Linked DNA regions of Mus musculus: regions 2, 3 and 4 are each linked to region 1. The links are chromatin contacts, called in public HiChIP or PLAC-seq maps. All regions are on one chromosome and are shown on one strand. The core of a region is the stretch at or near the end of the contact, and the rest is flanking DNA. Distances in the headings are between cores, read along the strand shown. Region 1 has its middle 8.4 kb from the start of Mir21a. Region 2 has its middle 48 kb from the start of Gm33742. Region 3 has its middle 26 kb from the start of Gm33742. Region 4 has its middle 6.3 kb from the start of Gm33742.

Region 1 (3,276 bases), core at 366-2,865:
GAAACTCTAAAACTTCCTCTCTCCTGTTGTGTCCTGCTGGCTGAGCCAGTGGCTCCTCCCAGTGAGGTTGCAGGGTGGTGATCCCTGCATAGATGGTCTTTCTATATAAGGAGAAAAGCTGGGTACTGGGTGTTGCTATGTTCCGCTGGATGTAGCCAGGAGCCCAGATGTGTATTCAAGACAGAGTGAGGGCTTTTCCCAGCCACCTCTGCCAAACCCAAAGGCTCCTCTGCACCTTCTGGAGTTTATGGTGAAGACAGCTTTCCACTTGACTGCTTTGATGCTGAGGTTGTTTACATGTTATTTAGTAGAAGAGTTGTTGCTTACTGAAGCTGACTGAATAGATATTCAGAATAAATGACATGTAACCACAGTGATACCACCTTGCAGGAGCATCAGAGTTCAGCAAGAGAGGCTTAACTTGTGTGGACTCCTGGGGTGGAGAATGGGGAAAGCAAATTCCACTTGTAAGTTCCTGCCTTGTTTTCAAAGACCACAAGGGTTCTCATGGGATCTGGCATAATGAGATGCCCAATCTGTAAAGATATAAGCAGGCATTTCAGCGAGAGGGATGCTGTGTGGTCTCTTAAGCATGTAGCAATCAATTCAATTCTCAGATGCTCTCTCTGCCTTTGCTTCCTTCAAAGATAAAGGAAGCAAAGATGGAGAAACAGCTCTGCTGCTAAGAGCACCTGTTGTTCTTCCAAAGGATCCATTGCCCTCAGACTTCTGTGGGCGCTGGGCATTTTCATGGTACCCATACACACACACATACAAGCAAAACACTTGTACAAAGAATCCATAGAGAAGATGTAGCTTAAGTGGCAGAGAGCTTGCCTAGCATGCATGAAGCCCTGGGTCTATGGCCATGCACTGCATACCAATTTTTTGCAAACCAATAATCCCAACATAGAGGAGATGATGACAGACTTAAGGCCACACCTCAGGAGGAGATGGCTTAATAGTCTCAGTAGTTAACACTTGCTGTTATTCCCAAGGACCCAAGTTTGGGGTGACAGCATCCCAGTTCCAGGGGATCCCATATATTCTTCTGGTCTCCACAGGGGCCTATGCACCTATCAGGTGCCTCTACACCCATCACCTAGGTAAAAATAAGTTCAAGGTCATCCTAGCAAGTCAGAGGTGACCCTGGGATGCATGAGACCTTGTGTGTGTGTTGGGGGCAGGGAGGGGGTTTCCTAGTCCCTGCAGAAGGAAGTAAAAAAGTTCCTAACTAACTCTTTCTACCCTTTGTTACAGTGGCTGACTCACTAGACCTCAGTCTCCATTCTTCAGACTCTTTCCATGTGGGGGTTAACATCCTTTAATAAATTCTTTTCCTTGGCCACACCAGTGTGTGTCTGAAGTCTCAGTTACTTGAGAGGCTGAGACAGAAAGAGGCCTGTCTTGAGCTAGGAGTTCAAGGCCAGACTGAACAATAGAGCAGGAAAAAAGATGTCAGGCCTGGTGGTGGTACACACCTTTCATTCCTGTACAAGACGCAGAAGGAGTTTGAAGCCAGCCTGATTTACATAGCAAGTTCCAGAGCTACACAGTAAGACTTTGTCTCAAGAACAAACAAGGGGGTGGGGAGATGTTAGGGATATAGCTCAATTGTTAAATGTTTGCCTAGCAAGCCGGAAGCCCTGGTTTCCCTAACAGCACATAAACTAGACGCAACAAACACGGTGATCCAAGAGAACTCAGTTGGTAAAGTGCTTTATGCTTGTCCTCACCTGTGTCATTGCACCATGCGTGTGCCTGACGCCAAGGAGGCCAGAAGACGGCATTAGTCTTCTGCGACTACAGAAGACTAAGCCGCTGTGTGGGTGCTGGGACTTCAACTCCAGACCACTGGAAGAGCAGCCTGTGCTCTTAACTGTTGTGCCATCTCTCCAGCTCAAAACTCTGCCTTCAAAAAAAACAAAAACAAAAAACAAAAGCTGGGCATAAAGGTGCACTTTTGTCTCCAAACAAAAGTCCTAGGGAAGGGAGGAGGGTTCAGTGGGAAAAGGCATTTACTGTACAAGCCTGAAGCTCTGGGCTCAATCCCCGGGACCTACATGGTGGAAGGAAAGAACCAACCAACTTCCACACACAAATAGCCACATAAGTAAACAAGTATAATTTTTAAAAAATTAGATTGTGTCTAGTAGCTAGTATTGACCTCTAGCCGTCACATGTACACACTTGCGTGGGGGGTGAGGGGAGGCTGAGAAGCAAACCCAGGACCCGGCACATGCTAAGTGAGTTTCACCTGGAACTTATCCTCAGTTCCTGAGTGCCCCTTAGTATATTTTTCTAGAGTTTGAGGCCTTGGGGGGTTTCTGTTTGTATGTGTGTGTAAGAGAGTAAGAGGTGTTATAATAGTAATGGGCTCATGAACCCAGGGCTCAGTGCTCTGATAGAGCTGGGAGTGTTGCTCGATGGCGAATGCTTGTTTCCTATGCATGACATTCTAGGCTCCAGAAACATCATTACATTTTGTTTGAATTTTTTTTTTAATTTTTAAAAATACATATGGGTGTTTTGCCAACATGCTGTCTGAGCCCACAGAGGCCAGAGTCTTAGACGCCCTGGGACTAGAGTTACAGATGGCAGTGCACTGCTATGTAAATGCTTAAGAATGGAAAGTGGACACCCTTTGGAAGGGCCAGTGCTCTCAACTGCTGACCTATCTCTCCAGCCCTCCAGTTTTTAGATTGTATTACTAACTCAGGTCAAAGGACAATTTACAGAGCTCATTTCTTTCCTTCTACCCTGAAGGTTGAGAGGACTGAACTCGGATGGTGAGGCTTGGCAGCAGTGACCTTACCTGCTGAAATACATCACTGGTCTGTTTGGTTTTGAGATATGATCTCGTGTCCCAGCCTGGCCTGGAATTCTCTATGTAGCCAAGATGACCCTGAACTTCTGACTCTCCTGCCTTGCCCTCCAGAGTGCTAGGAGTGCAGATATATACTACTGTGCTCACTTTATGCAGTGCTGGCTGTTGATCCTAGGGTTTCAAGCATGCTAGGCACGTGCTCCACTATTTTAGCCACATTTCCAGCCATAGAGTTTTGTTTTTTTTTTTTTGTTGTTGTTTATTTAACATAGGGCTTCATGTAGCCCAGGCTGGACCTGAACTTGCTATTTAGCTGAGGCTGGTCTTGAACTTCTCTGATCCTCCTGCCTTCGCTTCCCAAGTGCTGGATCACTGACATGCACCACCAACCAAAAGTGATTTCTAATTCTCCTTGTGAGGCTGGAGAGAACTCAGCAGTTGGGGCACTT
Region 2 (3,276 bases), core at 290-2,789, 340 kb before region 1:
ATAAGACGAATCCACAAATGACTGACATGGTGGCACCAGCCCATAATCCCTGCACTTGGGAGGCAGAAGCAGAAGGATCAGAAGTTCAAGGTCATCTTCAGATATATAGTGAGATGGAGGTCAGCCTGGGCTACATGAGATCCTGTCTTAAGCAGATATCCATATGTGTCTGCCTATGTGTCTGCCTCTTTAGAGTTACCCAGGTACCATTATTGTGTGCTTAGATACAATCTTTAGTTTTTAAAGATTTATTTATTTTATGTATATAAGTACACTGTAGCTGTCTTCAGACACACCAGAAGAGGGCATCAGATCCCATTACAGATGGTTGTGAGCCACGATGTGGTTGCTGGGAATTGAACTCAGGACCTCTGAAAGAGCAGTCAGTGCTCCTAACCACTGAGACATCTCTCCAGCCCGCTTAGATGTGTTTGTAGAATAGCTTTTTGTTTTTTAATCTGCGTTAAAATCCCAGTACAGGGGCCTGGAGAAATTGCTCAATGGTTAAGAGCACTGTCTGCTTTTCCAGAGTCTATGGGTTCAATTCTCAGCAACCTCACAATTGACATGGTTGCTCACAGCCATCAGTATATCCAGTTCCAGGGTGGGATCTGATGCCCTCTTCTGGCCCCAGTGGATACCAGGCATGCGCATGATACACAGAAAACCATGCAGGTAAACACTCATACACATAAAAATGATAAAATTTAAGAAATTCCCAGCACAGGGGGGAGAAAGACAAAGACATCTCTAGGTGTCATATGGGTCAACTTTTGAGCCCAAAAGAGATTCCATGTCCCTGGGTTCAGGCCCCAACCTCTAGGGATACACAAGGTTTTCAGCCCACAGCTTTCAGATGATACCAGACCCTGCTTAAGGGAATATGTTCATCTCTTTATAGCCATACCATGCTTGTAAAGAGCCTGAGAGAAATGGAAAGCAGGTGTCCCCCCACCACCCCTTTGTTTTGAAAGGCAAATGGCCTCAGAATAGTACCAGTCAACAGAAGAGAGGAGGCATCCTGGCCCAGCTGCCTGCCTTCTCTCACTGTGGTCAAAGCTAATTAACTTGCACTGTACCTTGAACTAGGTCACCCACAGGTCTGGGCTGGGGATAGACCTGGCTGTCAGAGGAGGGCATTGCCAGACTAGCTCTTGGGGTGATCTCCTAGGGAGGCCATACAAAAGCCTACGTTTCATCTCTGTGTGGGATTGTCTCTCTTCTTCCGGAGAAGTGACCATTTTCAGATCTGTGGGTGGAAAAGAAAATCTTCTCTTCCCAAAATAATCCCTTTCTGCAGTTTGAAGCCGGGGGGTTGAAGCTGGACCAGGCGGCTAGCACTATTTTTACCCAACTCACAGTTCGGGCTGTAAACAGCAACTCTGGCTGTGTTTTCCTCTCCCCCAGCAGCTGATAATGGGGTCAACCTCTTTGAGGCAGAAGTGTCCTGGTATTTTTTTTGCACAGATAAAGACAGGGCAGAGTTTACCATGGACCAGGTGATGATTCCTGGACCATGGGGTCAGTGTACAAACAGAGAGATATCACCATGACGCCGTTATCTCTGCCATAAACACCAGGCCATGTGACAGCCACTGTGCTGAGGCTGATGTAAAGGTGTACAGGCAGGGTCATGAGGAAAAGCAGGCCCGCAAAGCCCTAGGCACTCAGGTTCCCAGAGCCCAGACCATGACCCCCACTCCCTCTTGCTCAGTCAAGCACCTTCTCCTGGGTTGCTTCACTGTGAGGCACTTTTGCCTCACAGCCACGAGCTCACAGGCTGAGGAAAGCAAGCATTTACTTCGAATGTAGAAGGGCTCTAAAAATCAAAGCCATATAGGTCTCCAGAGAACAGACAGAGGCCCACAGCTTTCTGTGATAGTGTCACTCTGAGGCTGTAGAGACAGGACCAGCTCCCTCCGTGTCCCCAGTTAGCAGAGAGCACAAAAAAAGCTAACCAAAAATCCACGTCTTATGTCTGCCATGGGAGTAGGTGAAAGGCAAGTTTGGCCTCCCAGAGGGCATCCTGTTCATGAAATAAACCAACCAGGAAAGGTGAAATTGGCTTCAATAGAGCTGGCAATTCCCGACTGCTTCTCTTCTAGCTCATGGTTGGGCTTCCGTTGCGTTTCCCTGTAGCCATGTTTGTTACCCAATGCTCTCCCTGGGGCTTTTTCTCTACAATAGGGAAGGGGTTATGACTCCGCAGGAAAGCTGAGTCTTGTTCATGATGAACAATGCAACAACTTCTTCATTTTTAAAACTTTATTTTGGAACATCATCTCTGGAAGCTGTCCTTGACCTCTGTATCCTCCTGCCTCAAACTCCCAGATGCTGAGAATACTGGTGTGCACCACCACACTTGGCTACCAGCCCTGTCCTGGTGCTGCCATGGCTTCCTGGTTTCCTGGCTTCCTGGCTTCCTCTCATCATCCTAAGCGTTTCTCAAATACCATATGTATACTCAGAACTGCTCATCTAGGTGAAATGGTTCTCGTTTCCAATTCTGGTAGATGGTTTTGTAGGAGGCATGAAAAAGGATTAGAGGGCAGGTAGGCAGCTGAGTGTCCCACCCTTCCCCCAGCCCTCACCCCCACCCCTGTCAGCTCTTTTGGAGGATGTGGTTTCGATTGACTCTGGGCAGCTGTTTATTGCAAAACTCACTGCCAACTATTGATAGCCAAAGTGGCATCGGAGAGCTCTGGATGGTACAAATGGGGCAGGAGATGGATGAGAGGACGGTTTTACCTCTGAGAAGAGAGGCTGAGAACATATTGTCTCTCCCAACCTGCTGTGTCCTAGATTTCCACTGTTAGCCTGAGCTCTCCCAGGACTGGGCACCAGAATCCAAATAGTAACGTCCAGTTCAGTCTAGAGTGAGACTCTCAAAAGACAAAGCCAGGGGCTGGAGAAATGTCTCTGAGTTAATAGCCTTTGCTGCTCTTCAAGCAGTCCGGAGTTTGGTTCCTAGCACCTATGTTAGGGCAGCTCCCGTTCTAGGAGATCTGACTCCCTCTTCTGGCTCCCATGGGCACCCCCTTGCACATGGCATAGATACACACAGACACACAGACATATATGCAAATAGAAATTAAAAACAAAATTAGGTCAGGCATGGCGGCATACACCTTTCTTTCCAGCGCTCAGAGGCAGAGGCAGAGGCAGGTGGACCTCTGTGAGTTCAAAGCCAGCCTGTCATATATAACTAGTTCCAGGCCAGCCAGGGATACATAGTGTTTCAAAAACAAACAAAAGGGAAAACAGCAAAACAAAAGG
Region 3 (3,276 bases), core at 375-2,874, 320 kb before region 1:
CAATTGCCTCAGACACGGGAGTATAAGAGTCACCACATCTGGCTTCAATGATGAATATTCTTTTCTTTCTTTCATTTTTTATTATTTAAAAAATTACCCTTCAGGTCATGATGGTGCATGACCTTTTAATGCTTTAATTAATTCCTTTAGTCCCAGCACACTGGAGACAGATGCAGGAAGATTTTTTGTGAGTTTGACGGGCCAGCCTAGTCTACATAGTGAGTTCCAGGCCAGCTAGAGCTCCACAGCCAGACCCTGTCTCAAAACCATACATTTGTTTGTGTGTGTGTGTGTGCGCATGCGAGTGTGGAGTATGTCCCTGTGGAAGTCTGAGGACAACTTGTCGAGCCAGTTCACTGGTTCACTGGCCCTGATGTCTGATGCGGTATTTCTTTTTTATTTTGTTTTGTTTTGTGTGTTTATTCTTTTCCCAATGTGGCATGTCTTAATTGCCATTTCCCACATGTTTGGTGTGTGTTCTAGAATCTGTACTCCTTGAGCTAAGAACTGTTTTAGCAAAGGAAGTGTGATGTTCTGTTATTGGTGGTCTTTTCTCCTGGGTAGACTCAGAATGGGTCACATGTATCCCAGCTTGTCCTTTAGCTAGCTATATAGGCAAGGAAGTCCCGATCCTCCTGTCTGCCTGCACCTCATAAGATCTTGTGATATCCAGTGCCCTGCCTTAGTATGAACCTTAGTATTCACTTTTTGGAGATAGATTCTTGCTTATAGCCTAGGTTTGCTTGAAAGTCTCTATGTAGCCCAGGCTGGTCCTCAAACTCCCTTCTGCCTTAGCCTCCCTAGTGCTGGGATTACAAGTGTGTACCACCATGCTGAGGCTCCAAGGAGGTCTGCTCAGCATAAAGGCTGCCTTTTTCTGAGGCATGCCTGCACCGTGTGGTTTCAAGTGTCCATTGAGGGAGAGCTGAAGCTGCTTCTGGGACTTCATAGTTTCAGAGTCGCAGACTCCGCCTGCTGGGAGTCCTGGACTTGCTTCTTTTTTTTTTTTTTTTTTTTTTTTTTTAACCAGTAAGCTTTGAATCAGGAGTTGTTTTCTAGGGAAATTTCCCTTCTGAGGCCAGAGCCTTCAAGCCAATGCTACCTTATAATAAGGCCTTTCTTTGCTTTGATCACTGACCTGTCCCCTAAATTAGTTGAAGTCTGAGAACACGGTTTTGTTACGGGGGCAGTTGTTTGAGCCTGTGTTTAAATTCTAGGAATACATTTGGTTTTACTAATGTCATTTGAGAGGACTGGTGAGTTATTTTGGGTGTGCATGGCCCGGCCCTGTAATGCTAGGCCACTCTTGATAAGAGGCACGATTGTACCAGCTAGTTCCCTAAAAAGGCTTGCATTCCATTCAGCATGGAGCGCTGAGGCTGCAGACTCCCGCTATCTGGACTATAGGCTCTCACGTTTCTCCCAAGTGGATAGGTAGCTGGAGGCAGAAAGAAAGCTTGTTTTTCTTTACCCGTGTCCCATAAGCCCACTCTACCACGTGCAAAGATTCTCCCCCTAGTTTCACACTAGAAACTAGGAAAAATCAAATTAGTCCCCCAACTCCCTACCCCAGAGACAGGCTATCATGTAGCCCAAGCTGACCTTGAATTTGCTGCATAGCCAACTATGTAGATGAGGCTGGCTTTGAACTTCTAACCTCCTACCTCCACCTCCCTAGGGATGATTCCAGACCTATGTCACCATGCCTGGCTCAAGTTAATAGTACTTTAGTTATACCAAGTAGACGTCCATTAATACTTTGAAACCAGAGGACAGACATATACTCGGCTGGCACTAGTGAAGCCATACCCACACTGGAATGGGTTCCCAGCACAGAACCAACAGGAGGGCAGGCCAATGTCTGGGCTTCGGATGGCTTGCCTTTAAGATCGAGGTGTCGTGTGGCATTCATTTAAGCTCAGCCCTTGGAGGCAGAAGCAATGAGATCCGTCATTTAAGGTCATTCCTGATCACAGAGGGAGTCTGAGGCCAGCCTGGGCTACATGAGATGCTATCTCAAAGAAACAAAAAACAAAACTAGAGAGAGGGAAAAAAACATTAAAATAAAAGTTAAAATCTAGATGTCAGGGTGAAAATATTCTATTGGGCCTAAGGTCTGCCGTAGAATCTTCTACCAGAGGAAGCAGACACCCGCGTGCCCCAGCTGGCTGCCAGACAGCACGGTGTCACGGGGAGTCTTGGCTGACTCACTTTTCGCTGGTCTCAGCCCAAATGCCTGCCCTGATATGGTTCTAGGTTATCCCTTCCTAGAAAATTCGGTGCCTCACTTTGGCCCATCCGTTGTGGAAAGACCTGGAAAGACGTGCCCTGTGCTGCCACCTAACGGCTGCTCCCAGTCAAGGCAGGGCTTCTCCCGCTGTTCTCGGCGGCACTGTACAGCCCCTCTCTGCCCATCCTACCTGCTTTGAGAGGCTCGCAAAGGGAGGAGCGCTCTTCCAGGTGCGCTCATTTCAGGGCACCAGGGCTGTGACTAAGACTGGCAAGTCGTCTTAAACTTCGCCACGTCCCGGTTGTTATTTCCTGTCTGTTCCCCCGCCGTGATTAACGGTAAAACTCTGAAGGCAGAGGGGGACCAACGTGCTTGTTTACTGAGAGAGGAAGGAAGCGGGGGGAGCTGGGAAGAAGGTACCCTAGGTTTAAGGGAAATAACAGCCTGGCAATGAGGTGGGCGGATGGAGCTGATGGGAAGGGAGGCTTGTTAGAAAAAGGAAAGAGCAGGTGCCAGTCAGATAGCTCTGCCAGCCTTTCCAGTTTTATCCTTTTAAATAATGATTTGTTTATTTGAGACAGGGTCTCACGCAGCGCAATCAAGCCTTTGTGCCTTGACTCCTCCTCCTCCTCCTCCTCCTCCTCCTCCTCCTCCTCCTCCTCCTCCTCCTCCTCCTCCTCCAAGACAGGGCCTCACTATGTAGCTCTAGAACTCCACTATGTAAACCAGGCTGGCCTGGAAGTCACAGAGATTCTCCTGCCTCGGTGCCCAGCTGCTGAGATTACAGGAATGTGCCACCATACCTGTGTGCACATCTGTTTTCAAGCAGGGAGATGAGACACAGTAGCGTTACCAGCTAGTGCTGGAGGTTAGGGGCCTCGGTAGCACATGACACCCCACCACAGTACAGGATCTTAAGTACAAATGGCTACGGAAAGGCTAGGCATACAGGATACCTGCCTGGGAACAGAAAGGATCAGGATGGAAGGAGCGGTGGATGCTGTGGTGGAGGAGGACACACGGCTCAGCTAAGGAGGCAACAGCTG
Region 4 (3,276 bases), core at 220-2,719, 300 kb before region 1:
TGCACAGGAGAGTCACATTTTGAACTTTGGTTTCTAAAATACATTAAATCATACTTTGGCTTCTCGGGGGCAGGAGGGGCTGTGCATAATGACGACTCATTTGCTTCTTGTCTCATCTAAGGAAATTATCTCTTCAAAGCGATCAGGTGCTTCTGACCTGTTCTTAAGTGTCGGTATTTTTGAGCTAACTTAGGAAGTGTGTAGGATAATTGTTAGCACTCAAGAGGACCCAGTTCTAGCCTAGTGTTAAAATCTCAGAGATGCACAGATGCCCCCTTTCTTTGTGGAGGGAGGAAAAGATACTTGTGCATGCCAGGATTGCTGCTAGAAACCTCAGGGTGGACGGCAAATTGACAGCTCCTGTCATGGATCAACAGTCAGAAGCCAAGCATTCTACTGTGTAGAAATAGCCCAAAGCAGCCCCCTCCTCCTGTGTGTGAGGAGTTACGTGTGCGAGTGAGCACGTGATGAGTATACTGGCTAGAGGTCCATGTTGGGGTCCTTCATGGTTCCTCCCCCTACCCCCAATTTTACTTTATGTGTATGAGGTTTTTTGTTTTGTTTTGCTTTTTTGTTTGTTTGTTTGTTTGTTTAGGGTTTTTTTTTTTTTTTTTTTTGCCATTCAGGCCTCTACACCATGTACATGAAGTTCCCACAGTGTCCAGAAGAGGGCACTGGATCCCCTGGGACTGCAGTTACAGATGGCTGTAGGTGCTGGGAATTGAACCAGGCAGGTCTTTGGGAAACACAGGCAGTGCTCTTAACCTTTGAGTCATCTCTCCAACCCCCTCCACTTTCTTTTTTGAGACTGTGTCTCTTCCTGAACCCACACCTCACCCATCCATTAAGACTCACTGGCCAATGAACTCCAAGGATCCGTCTGTGTCTTCCTTCCTAGATTTCAGACAGGTGCTACCACGCTTGACTTTTTAAGTGGGTGCTAGGGATCCGAACTCAGACCCTCACATCTGTTTAGCAAATACTTTACCAAACTGAACCACCTCCCCAGCTGGTCTCTGCCTCTTTTTGTTTATTTGTTTTGAGATTCACTGCCCTCAGACTTACTATGTAGCTGAGGCTGGCCTCAAACTCCTGATTCTTCTGCTGGGGAATATACAGGTATATGTCATCGTATCATCATATCTGACTTTATCATTTCCCCACAGTTTACCTAATTTTTATCGGTTTGCTTGTGGAAGCAGTAAAAGGTGGCATGTACCAAAAGCAGTCCTCATGGGGAGAAAGAAACCAATGTATTATTTGTACCAGGCATGAGGCTAAGGCCATATGCTAGTATTCATTCAGTGCTCTCAAAAATGTCTCCAAATAAATTTCCTTATATGTTTCATTTTATGGATGCAGAAGTCGAGGTTTAGAGGGCAAATTCCAGGTTCCTAACCACCCAGACTGTCCCTGCGTCTCTCTAGGGTTGGACTCACCCGCAGGCTTTTCTGTGGCAAGAGTAACCCCCCTTACCTCCACCAGGTTGCACTGTAACTCTGCTTACCTGAGTTCTGCAGCGTCCCTTTGCCTACATGCATCTAAGTGCAGGTTTCTTGGCCCCACTTCTGTGAGCTTCCAGCACCACTGGTTTCCCTGAGGATGGAGCATGGCTTGCTCCACTATCTACAAAGGTTAGCGCACAGCAAGACAAGCACCCAGACTAGCTCCACGCAGCCAGGCAAAGCCTGTTCCGAGAAGAGCACGCTCCACTCGGAGACAGTCTGCTCAGGCTTGCAGAACAGTGTGTTAGGACAGGGATACGGACGGCTGGGGATGTAGCTCAGCGTCTGAGTACTTGTCCAGCATATATCAAGCCCTGGGGTCAAGTCACAGTAGCAGAACAGCTTTTAAAAAGTGGGGGCCTACAGTCTGGGAGGGGGTGGGAGCTAAAGATGGAAATACATCCCTGATGGGGAGCATGTAACTGGGCAAGCCTCATGCTGGGATAAAAGGCACAGCCCAGAATATCAAGGGCTCCCTGTGACGGAGTTCAGTAGGGAGAAATTCAAGAAGGCTTGATATTTAAGAATCAAGCCAGGCCAGGAATGATGGCATACACCTACAATCCCAGCAGTCAGAAACCAAAGGTAGAAGACTGGTGAATTCTAAGGCAGCCTAGGTTACATAGCAAAATCCTGTCTCAAAACAAATAAGAGGACAGGTGTCATAGAGGGGTCTTTCTCTGCCTATACCCCTTTCCTTGGGCTTGAAGGCTACTCTCTCCAGATCACATGTAAAATTCCTAAGCCCCAGCAACCCACTACATGTCCCGATTTGGAAATATAGCTGTTATAGACGAAAATGGTTCAGGCATCATGAAGGTGTCCCTGTTCTCAGAAGGTCGGATGGCTCTGTGGTTAAGAGCACTGGCTGCTTTTCCTGAGGACCTGAGTTCAATTCCCACCACCCACATGGCAGCTCACAGTTGTTGATAACTCCAATTCCAGGAGATCCAGTGATATCTTCTGGCCTTAGTGGGCACCAGGGATATACATGGTCCACAGGCATACATGCAGGCAAGACACTCTTGCACACAGAATGATAAAATAAAATTTAATTTAAAACCAAAAAAGAAATTCAGACACACACAGAGAATATCGTGTGAGGAGGAAGGCAGAGAAAAGAAGGGAACATCCATATGCCAAGGGGTGCCACAGCTCACCAGCAACCCCAGAAGCTATGAAGAGGAAGGGAACAGCTCCTCTTGGCCCTCAGAAGAGACCCACCCAGACGGAACTTTGATTTCAGACTTTTGGATTCCAGATCTAAGAGACGATACAACTCTGCTATTGAAGCCAATCAGCTCGTGGTATTTGGGTCAGTAGCCTTGCAGACTAATGAATCCCTTTTTTCTAAAGAGGTACCCCGTTCCTCATTGCCTCTGACCAATCTAAGTCCTGGTTTGCTAACCCTAGCCTCAGAAAAGCTGAAGTTGTGGGGAGCTTTCCAATAAAAATCTCATATTTAGAGCTCTCGTAAACAGGGGCACTCCCAGGAAGCCAGAGGACAGTGAAGGGGGTTAGTTCCATTTACAGTGGAGAATGTTCCAAGCCCCCAGGACTCCCTCTCCCCTCCCCCCAGAAGCACAAGGTCTAAGAGAAAGGGGTCTCTAAATAGAACTGGGTGTCAACTCTCAGGGAATGCAAATATTCAACTCCAAGCCTGGAGCATGGATGTCACTTAATATGGCTCACAAAGTCTTTGTTCTCTTTGTCGACAGTCAGGAGTGTTACCAACTTGCCTTTAGTTAATCTGATAAAGGCAGCCAGTTTC

Evidence for each region. HiChIP or PLAC-seq counts read pairs in DNA pulled down with a chosen protein or histone mark.
Region 2: an H3K27ac HiChIP or PLAC-seq map of extraembryonic endoderm stem cells shows a contact between it and region 1, with 4 times the contacts expected there. The contact joins two enhancer-like sites. A contact is called at or near these places in 2 of 484 Hi-C or Micro-C datasets (the AML12 cell line and the G1E-ER4 cell line), 3 of 115 datasets of contacts at active chromatin or transcription factors (extraembryonic endoderm stem cells, large pre-B cells and pancreatic cancer cells) and 1 of 9 other capture datasets (pancreatic islet).
Region 3: an H3K27ac HiChIP or PLAC-seq map of extraembryonic endoderm stem cells shows a contact between it and region 1. The contact joins two enhancer-like sites. A contact is called at or near these places in 9 of 484 Hi-C or Micro-C datasets (the AML12 cell line, the G1E-ER4 cell line, the HL-1 cell line and 3 more), 7 of 115 datasets of contacts at active chromatin or transcription factors (T-cell acute lymphoblastic leukemia, effector CD8 T cells, embryonic stem cells and 3 more) and 2 of 9 other capture datasets (embryonic stem cells and pancreatic islet).
Region 4: a contact with region 1 is called in an H3K27ac HiChIP or PLAC-seq map of extraembryonic endoderm stem cells. The contact joins two enhancer-like sites. A contact is called at or near these places in 2 of 15 datasets of contacts at CTCF or cohesin (large pre-B cells and pro-B cells), 15 of 484 Hi-C or Micro-C datasets (the C2C12 cell line, the G1E-ER4 cell line, bone marrow-derived macrophages and 5 more), 8 of 115 datasets of contacts at active chromatin or transcription factors (embryonic stem cells, extraembryonic endoderm stem cells, large pre-B cells and 2 more) and 1 of 9 other capture datasets (embryonic stem cells).

What each region holds. Positions count from the first base shown.
Region 1 is chr11:86,574,145-86,577,420 of GRCm38.p6, reverse strand. No RefSeq gene overlaps it. Among named protein-coding and RNA genes, the nearest start is that of Mir21a, 8.4 kb to the left of the region's middle. Within about 2 kb of position 1,615, at least 50 of the 459 cell types and tissues checked have an H3K27ac peak or open chromatin away from gene starts, as enhancers often do. A contact at or near this core is called in extraembryonic endoderm stem cells, where this site is marked.
Region 2 is chr11:86,915,079-86,918,354 of GRCm38.p6, reverse strand. No RefSeq gene overlaps it. Among named protein-coding and RNA genes, the nearest start is that of Gm33742, 48 kb to the right of the region's middle. Within about 2 kb of position 1,539, at least 45 of the 459 cell types and tissues checked have an H3K27ac peak or open chromatin away from gene starts, as enhancers often do. A contact at or near this core is called in extraembryonic endoderm stem cells, where this site is marked.
Region 3 is chr11:86,893,434-86,896,709 of GRCm38.p6, reverse strand. No RefSeq gene overlaps it. Among named protein-coding and RNA genes, the nearest start is that of Gm33742, 26 kb to the right of the region's middle. Within about 2 kb of position 1,624, at least 143 of the 459 cell types and tissues checked have an H3K27ac peak or open chromatin away from gene starts, as enhancers often do. A contact at or near this core is called in extraembryonic endoderm stem cells, where this site is marked.
Region 4 is chr11:86,873,319-86,876,594 of GRCm38.p6, reverse strand. No RefSeq gene overlaps it. Among named protein-coding and RNA genes, the nearest start is that of Gm33742, 6.3 kb to the right of the region's middle. Within about 2 kb of position 1,469, at least 23 of the 459 cell types and tissues checked have an H3K27ac peak or open chromatin away from gene starts, as enhancers often do. A contact at or near this core is called in extraembryonic endoderm stem cells, where this site is marked.